2 separate regions of the Mus musculus genome follow, and region 1 is linked to region 2. A link is a contact called in public HiChIP or PLAC-seq data. All regions are on one chromosome and are shown on one strand. The core of a region is the stretch at or near the end of the contact, and the rest is flanking DNA. Distances in the headings are between cores, read along the strand shown. Region 1 holds the start of Kantr (Kdm5c adjacent non-coding transcript). Region 2 holds the start of Fam120c (family with sequence similarity 120, member C).

The links. HiChIP or PLAC-seq counts read pairs in DNA pulled down with a chosen protein or histone mark.
Region 1: an H3K27ac HiChIP or PLAC-seq map of embryonic stem cells shows a contact between it and region 2, with 5 times the contacts expected there. The contact joins the promoter of Kantr here to the promoter of Fam120c in region 2. A contact is called at or near these places in 1 of 39 promoter capture datasets (pre-B cells), 4 of 115 datasets of contacts at active chromatin or transcription factors (astrocytes, embryonic stem cells, regulatory T cells and 1 more) and 2 of 9 other capture datasets (adipose tissue and liver).

What each region holds. Positions count from the first base shown.
Region 1 is chrX:152,326,211-152,328,910 of GRCm38.p6, forward strand. Kantr (Kdm5c adjacent non-coding transcript) reads right to left here and starts at 1,283. Exons shown (of 3, transcript NR_040270.2): 1 at 1,200-1,283; 2 at 951-1,029.
Region 2 is chrX:151,342,945-151,345,644 of GRCm38.p6, forward strand. It overlaps Fam120c (family with sequence similarity 120, member C), which reads left to right and starts at 1,279. Exons shown (of 16, transcript NM_198105.2): 1 at 1,279-1,992. The coding sequence starts at 1,306.

The DNA of each region.
Region 1 (2,700 bases), core at 33-2,532, 980 kb after region 2:
AGGCAAAGGCAAGCTGTTCTCTGTGAGTTCAAGGCTATCCTGGGCTACAGAGTGATTTCTAAGACAGCTAGGGCTGTTACACAGCAAAACCCTTTCTTGAAAAAAAAACCAACAAAATAAAAATGTTTTGGTGGGGTTGGGGGGGGGCAAGACAGTGTTTTACATTGTAACCCAGGTTTACTTTGGACTCATTATGTAGCTGAGGCTGATCTTGAACTTGTGGCAATCCTCCTGAATGCTGTGAATGTAGTCATGCACCACCATCAAAGCTGGCTGAAAAGTAGCTTAATATAAATTTCTCCCCATCCTTGGTGTTTCTACCTGTTTAACAGAGAAGGCCAAGAAACAGAGACTCCTCAATGAGACTTACAAGTAGCTCAAGACCAGGCTCCAGTTTTGTGCCCTACCTTTGGGCCACTCTCATTGTTATATATATTGTACCTCCAACCACATTAGGGATAGGAAAGAGTTAGGTTCAGTGTGGAAAATGAGAGGACAGTAGCATTCAAAAAAAGGTCCAGTGGGGAGAGGGTCAGAGACAGACAAGGGTGAAAAAAAGTCAGAGACTAAGAGAATCAATATTCTTTCAATCACAATCATAATTATTTATTGAAAAAAATTTTAGGGACCAAGCATGCGCATTGGCTCAGGTAGAGACAGACCCCCATTTGGCAGATGATGAAACCAAGACCCAAATGAATAAAACGGATAGTTTAAAATTTCATAGCTGGTTTCAAGGGGTCAGGTAAGGATTAGGCCTCCTGAGTCTGGGATATCTTAGTACGTCTCAGAGAGAGAAAATGTTGGGTAGAGGCAGATATGGAGTCAAGACTAGAACACAAACAATCACGTGAGCAGCAGACCTGCACGAAATCTTTTCCCCAGAGACCGGGATTGGGAGGCTCCCAGAGGGTGGGCACGGGTGGTGGGTTCAAGAGGGTAATACTCACCTGGGTACCGTCTGGAGAGGATGCAGGGGCACTCGCCTTCTTTTTTTGCTACGCAAAGGATCCTCCACCACCCACGGACCTAGAGTCGAAAGGCCGCCCAGGTAAAAGCGCGCCAGGTCCCTCCCCACACGCGTTCTGGGCCGTTCTCTCCCCTCCCGCCGTTTTCTAACCCACCACCCCATCTTTACTGCTTCTCTTGGGATACCTCTAGTCTCCGTAGGGTCTAAGCTGCCGCAGGAGAATGGATACCTGGCCCACAGCAAGATCTCGCAGACACGCAGACGCTTCACGCAATGCTCCACCGAACCCTGGCAGGATAGCGATGCTCCACCACTTACCACGGGCTCCTCAGCTCCCATTGGAGGATTGCCCTCCTGCCTTCCCTGAGATTGGTTGGAATTGGAAGCACCTACGAAAACTCCACCCTCTCGAGGGTGTGATTGGCTTATGTGCCAGCCCTTCCGTTAACAACACTGGTCAGGAAAGGATTACTGCTCAGTCCTTTTGCAGGTCTAGAGGACTGGGCCTTCGGGGGTTGTTTGTTAAAACGCAGGAAACCCTAAACCAGGCTAAGCACAAATCACTGAATAGAATTATTACTTTCGTGATGTCTTCTTTCTTTCTGTAGCCACACTGCCTTTACACCGTTTTGCTTAGAGACACTGCGAATGTACTTCCAGTTTCCTATAGCTCCACACCCACTTGTAGGAGTTTCTGAGCTAGGTTTCTCGCTTTCCCTGTAAGCATTGTTCCTAATTCCATCCATGGAGAATAAGGTGATCCTACTTAGTAGCCCTGGCTGACTCGCCCTGTAAACCAGGCCTGCCTTTGCCTCCTGAGTGCTGGGACTAAAGGTGTGAGCCATTTATACCCGACAGATTTTATTTCATTTTTTAATTAGGTGTGGTCAGTCTTCACATAAAAGAAGCTATGGCCTAAAGAGGCAGACTCGATGAGGCATTGGTAGTACGATGGTGAGCACAGCTGCCTTCCAACGAGGCAAACTTAGTGGTCTGAAACTGTGCAACAATTATTTCGAATAAAATCCATCTCTCTTGTCTTCTAAAGGAAGGGAAGACAGGAAGGACCATTCTATTAACAAATCTTAAATTTGAGTAGCACAGATCCTCCAGGAGAGCCTGTGGGTGCAGCTTGGGGCAGAGAGGAATAACTTGGATGGGAATGAATTTACATCTTTGTTTCCCCTCTCTGTTTAGGAAATTTAGCATGTTTTCAATAAAGGACGTAATATTGGTGACTGTTACCAGTAGCAATCAGAGAGATTTGTCCATCACAGTATAAATTTGCAGCTCTTTCAAATATGTAATCTCTGAAATATATAATTAGTGCTTTAAAATCATGATAAGAGGGAGCCGGAGAGATAACTCCATGGTTACAAGTGCTTGCTGCTCTGGTAGAAGACTGGAGGTTAGTTGCCAGCATGAATGTCAGTTGCCTGTAACTCCTCCTCCAGGGTACCAGATATCTTCATCTGCTATGAAGACACCTTTGCATAGCACACATGAGTGCATGCACAGGAACAAATACACATATAAATAAAAGTAAAATAAATCTAAAATCACGATAATCATTGTAGTCTTTAAACCAAAGCATCCTATGATTTAATGGATTGATGAGCAATACATATATGACTCTAGCACATTTTTCTATTTTAATATTTCAATAGTTGGCTTTCTAAATTCTAGATGTGATTTTTCCAATTTTAAAGGATTTTTTTTTTTTTGTGAGA
Region 2 (2,700 bases), core at 29-2,528:
TGACAAACCCGGTTTGGAATTTGCAACCTGTTTTTGGTTTCATCCTATCAAACCATTCTGATGTCATTCCTGGGGTTCTGCTCTTTTATGTTCTGTAAATTCCAAGCCAGATAGATACAACTACTCTGCATGCAGATCTTGTTTTCTGCTGTAGTCTGGCTGAAGTAATGGGCCCTAAAACTTGACAGAAGACAGACTCTACATGGATTTCATTGGAGAAGCATGCTGAAATGTACTTTTCAAAAGACTGTGATCAAATTAGAACCTTTGCAGCTATTTTGAATTGTTCCCACATGGACACATTTAGTAGGTTGGAAAACAAAAAAAATCCCCTAACCATATGGCATAGCTTAGTGAGTACCAATAAGGTCCAAGTTGTAGTTGAATTTGAGTGGGTGTTTAATCTCCCTGACCAGAGATCCTGAGGCAAATTATAGGCAATTTCATTTTGTCTATGCATTCATTGTCTTAAGTAAATGTTTTACCATTTGTAAGGTGGATAACTCTTCAAAGTATGACAGTAGATGTTAGCGGTTTTTATGTATCATATGTGTTCTTCTCCTTTCGTTAAAAGTTGTGCATATCATCTTTTCAATGGAAGGGAAATTTCTCCCTTTCAGGGAACTTTAGCTCACTTTAGCCAAATTCTACTAATCCACAGTACTTCCTTTCCCATGATGCATCATCTCCATTTCTTTCCCTGGGCATGGTGGTATAATATCCTGAGGCAACTCGGTTGGATACTAGGAGTTCTGGTACAAATCCTATACACACATTTTCTTGGCCCGCTTCTTCTGACACTATGAGCATCAAGGCCTGACAGGTGTGATCCTCTGGTTCTAAGACTGCATCCTGAGGCCATCCGGGAAAAGACTACAACTCCCAGGATGCTCATCCGCCCCGCCCCTGTACCCCTCCCCCAGCTAGAAAGCGAGTATCACAGAGAAGACGAGGCAACATGGCTCCCGGAGGTGGAAGGCAGAGGCTTCACCCCCTTTGAAGCAGTGAAGAAGAGCAGCGGAGGGGAACGGGAAAAGAGGAGTGACTACGACTTTGTCATCGCTTTTATCTTCCCAGCCTCTTCTGAGTCTGGTCAGCCTCACCTCTGCTCTCCACCCGCACCCAGTCTGTGGTCTCCTCCCCTCCCCGCCCACGTTCCCTCGCCCCTCCCGTTCTCAAACCCTCTCTCCGCCCCCCTCGCCCCTACCCCCCGCGGAGTGCGCACGCGCCCGCCTCCAGCTTCGCGCGGGGATCGCCGACTGGCCCGCTTGCGCAGCCGCTGTTCCTTCTACCCACGGAGGAAGCATGGGCGTCCAGGGCTTCCAAGAGTTCCTGGAGAAGCGCTGTCCCGGGGCTGTGGTGCCTGTGGACCTCCTCAAACTCGCGCGCACCGTCTCGCGCCAGCAGCAGCAGCAGCACCTGCACCGCCAGCTGCCGCCAGCAGCCCTAGCGCCAGGGGCTCCACGCATCACCAGGGGCTCTGCTCCTCTGCCGCCGCCGCCGCTCCCGCCCGCTGCCTTTGGTGCTTACTCCGGGGGCGCGGGGCCGTCTCGGCACCATCACCCTGCTCACCATTTCCACCACCATGGCCAAGCGCCGCCAGGGCTGCATCCGCCGCCGCCCCCTCCGCTGCCTGGGGCTCGGGTATTGGTAGACGCGGGCTCGGCGCTGCCGCGGCTCTATGGTGGCTACCAGACGGATTGGGTTTGTGGCGGCCAGTGGAATGCCATGCTGGGCTACTTGTCAGCGCTGTGCCAGGCTTGTGCCTATCCGGGCGGAGACGGCCTGGAGCTGGTGGTCATGTTCCCTGGGGGCCTGGGGAAGGACCGACTGGCCGAGTGGGGCCGTCGGTGCCAGGCGGAGCGGCAGACTGCGCAACTGATCGTGGGACACGTGGGCAACAAGGGCACCCCTCCACCGCGGGCCTGGTTCCTGCCACCTGCCTGTCTGAGCCACTGCGTGAGGCTAGCACTCATCCGCTTCCGGGTCAAGGTGAGGGAGGGGTTAGATTTTTAAATGAAATGCCCCACACCTGTTCCTTCCAGACTAAACACCTAACCATTCACCGACCTACCTGCCACCCACTCAGTCAGCTAACTTACTGGCGACCATTTTATCCCCTCGTGCCCCCGTCATATGGCCTATTAATTCCCTTACCTACATGATTGTATCTCTAGCCATGCCATCCCCGTAACCCCCTTTACTCACACAATTGGCCTACCTGTTGGTTCTAGCAGAATTGACTCAAAATTCCTCCGGGCTTCATGTTTCTCTTGCTATCATCCCCCTCAAACTGAAATATGTTTTTTCTTCATTTTCCAGTTGACATTCCCTCCCCTATATCTGTTTTCAACCCCATGGCAAATAAAACAGATGTTAGTCGAACACCTTTGTTCTATAATTTTCCCCCATTTGACACCTAGTACTTCTTTTTTCCCCATCCATTGAGCCCTTTTCATTTCAACATGCTTTTATCTTGGCATGCCTTAGCCCAAACAATTCACTGATTGAGTCACTATTCAGGAAGATGAACACGCTCAGTAGGGGGTTTCAAAGACGGTTGGGGGTGCGGGGAGGGGCTCTCAAAAACCCCAAGACGCCATTCTTGGCTTTGAAAGATCAAATGCGCAGCATTTACTTGCTGGTGTAAATATGCATGGTGATTCTGTTTTCTGGTATGTAAGTTGCCAGTTTGGGTAG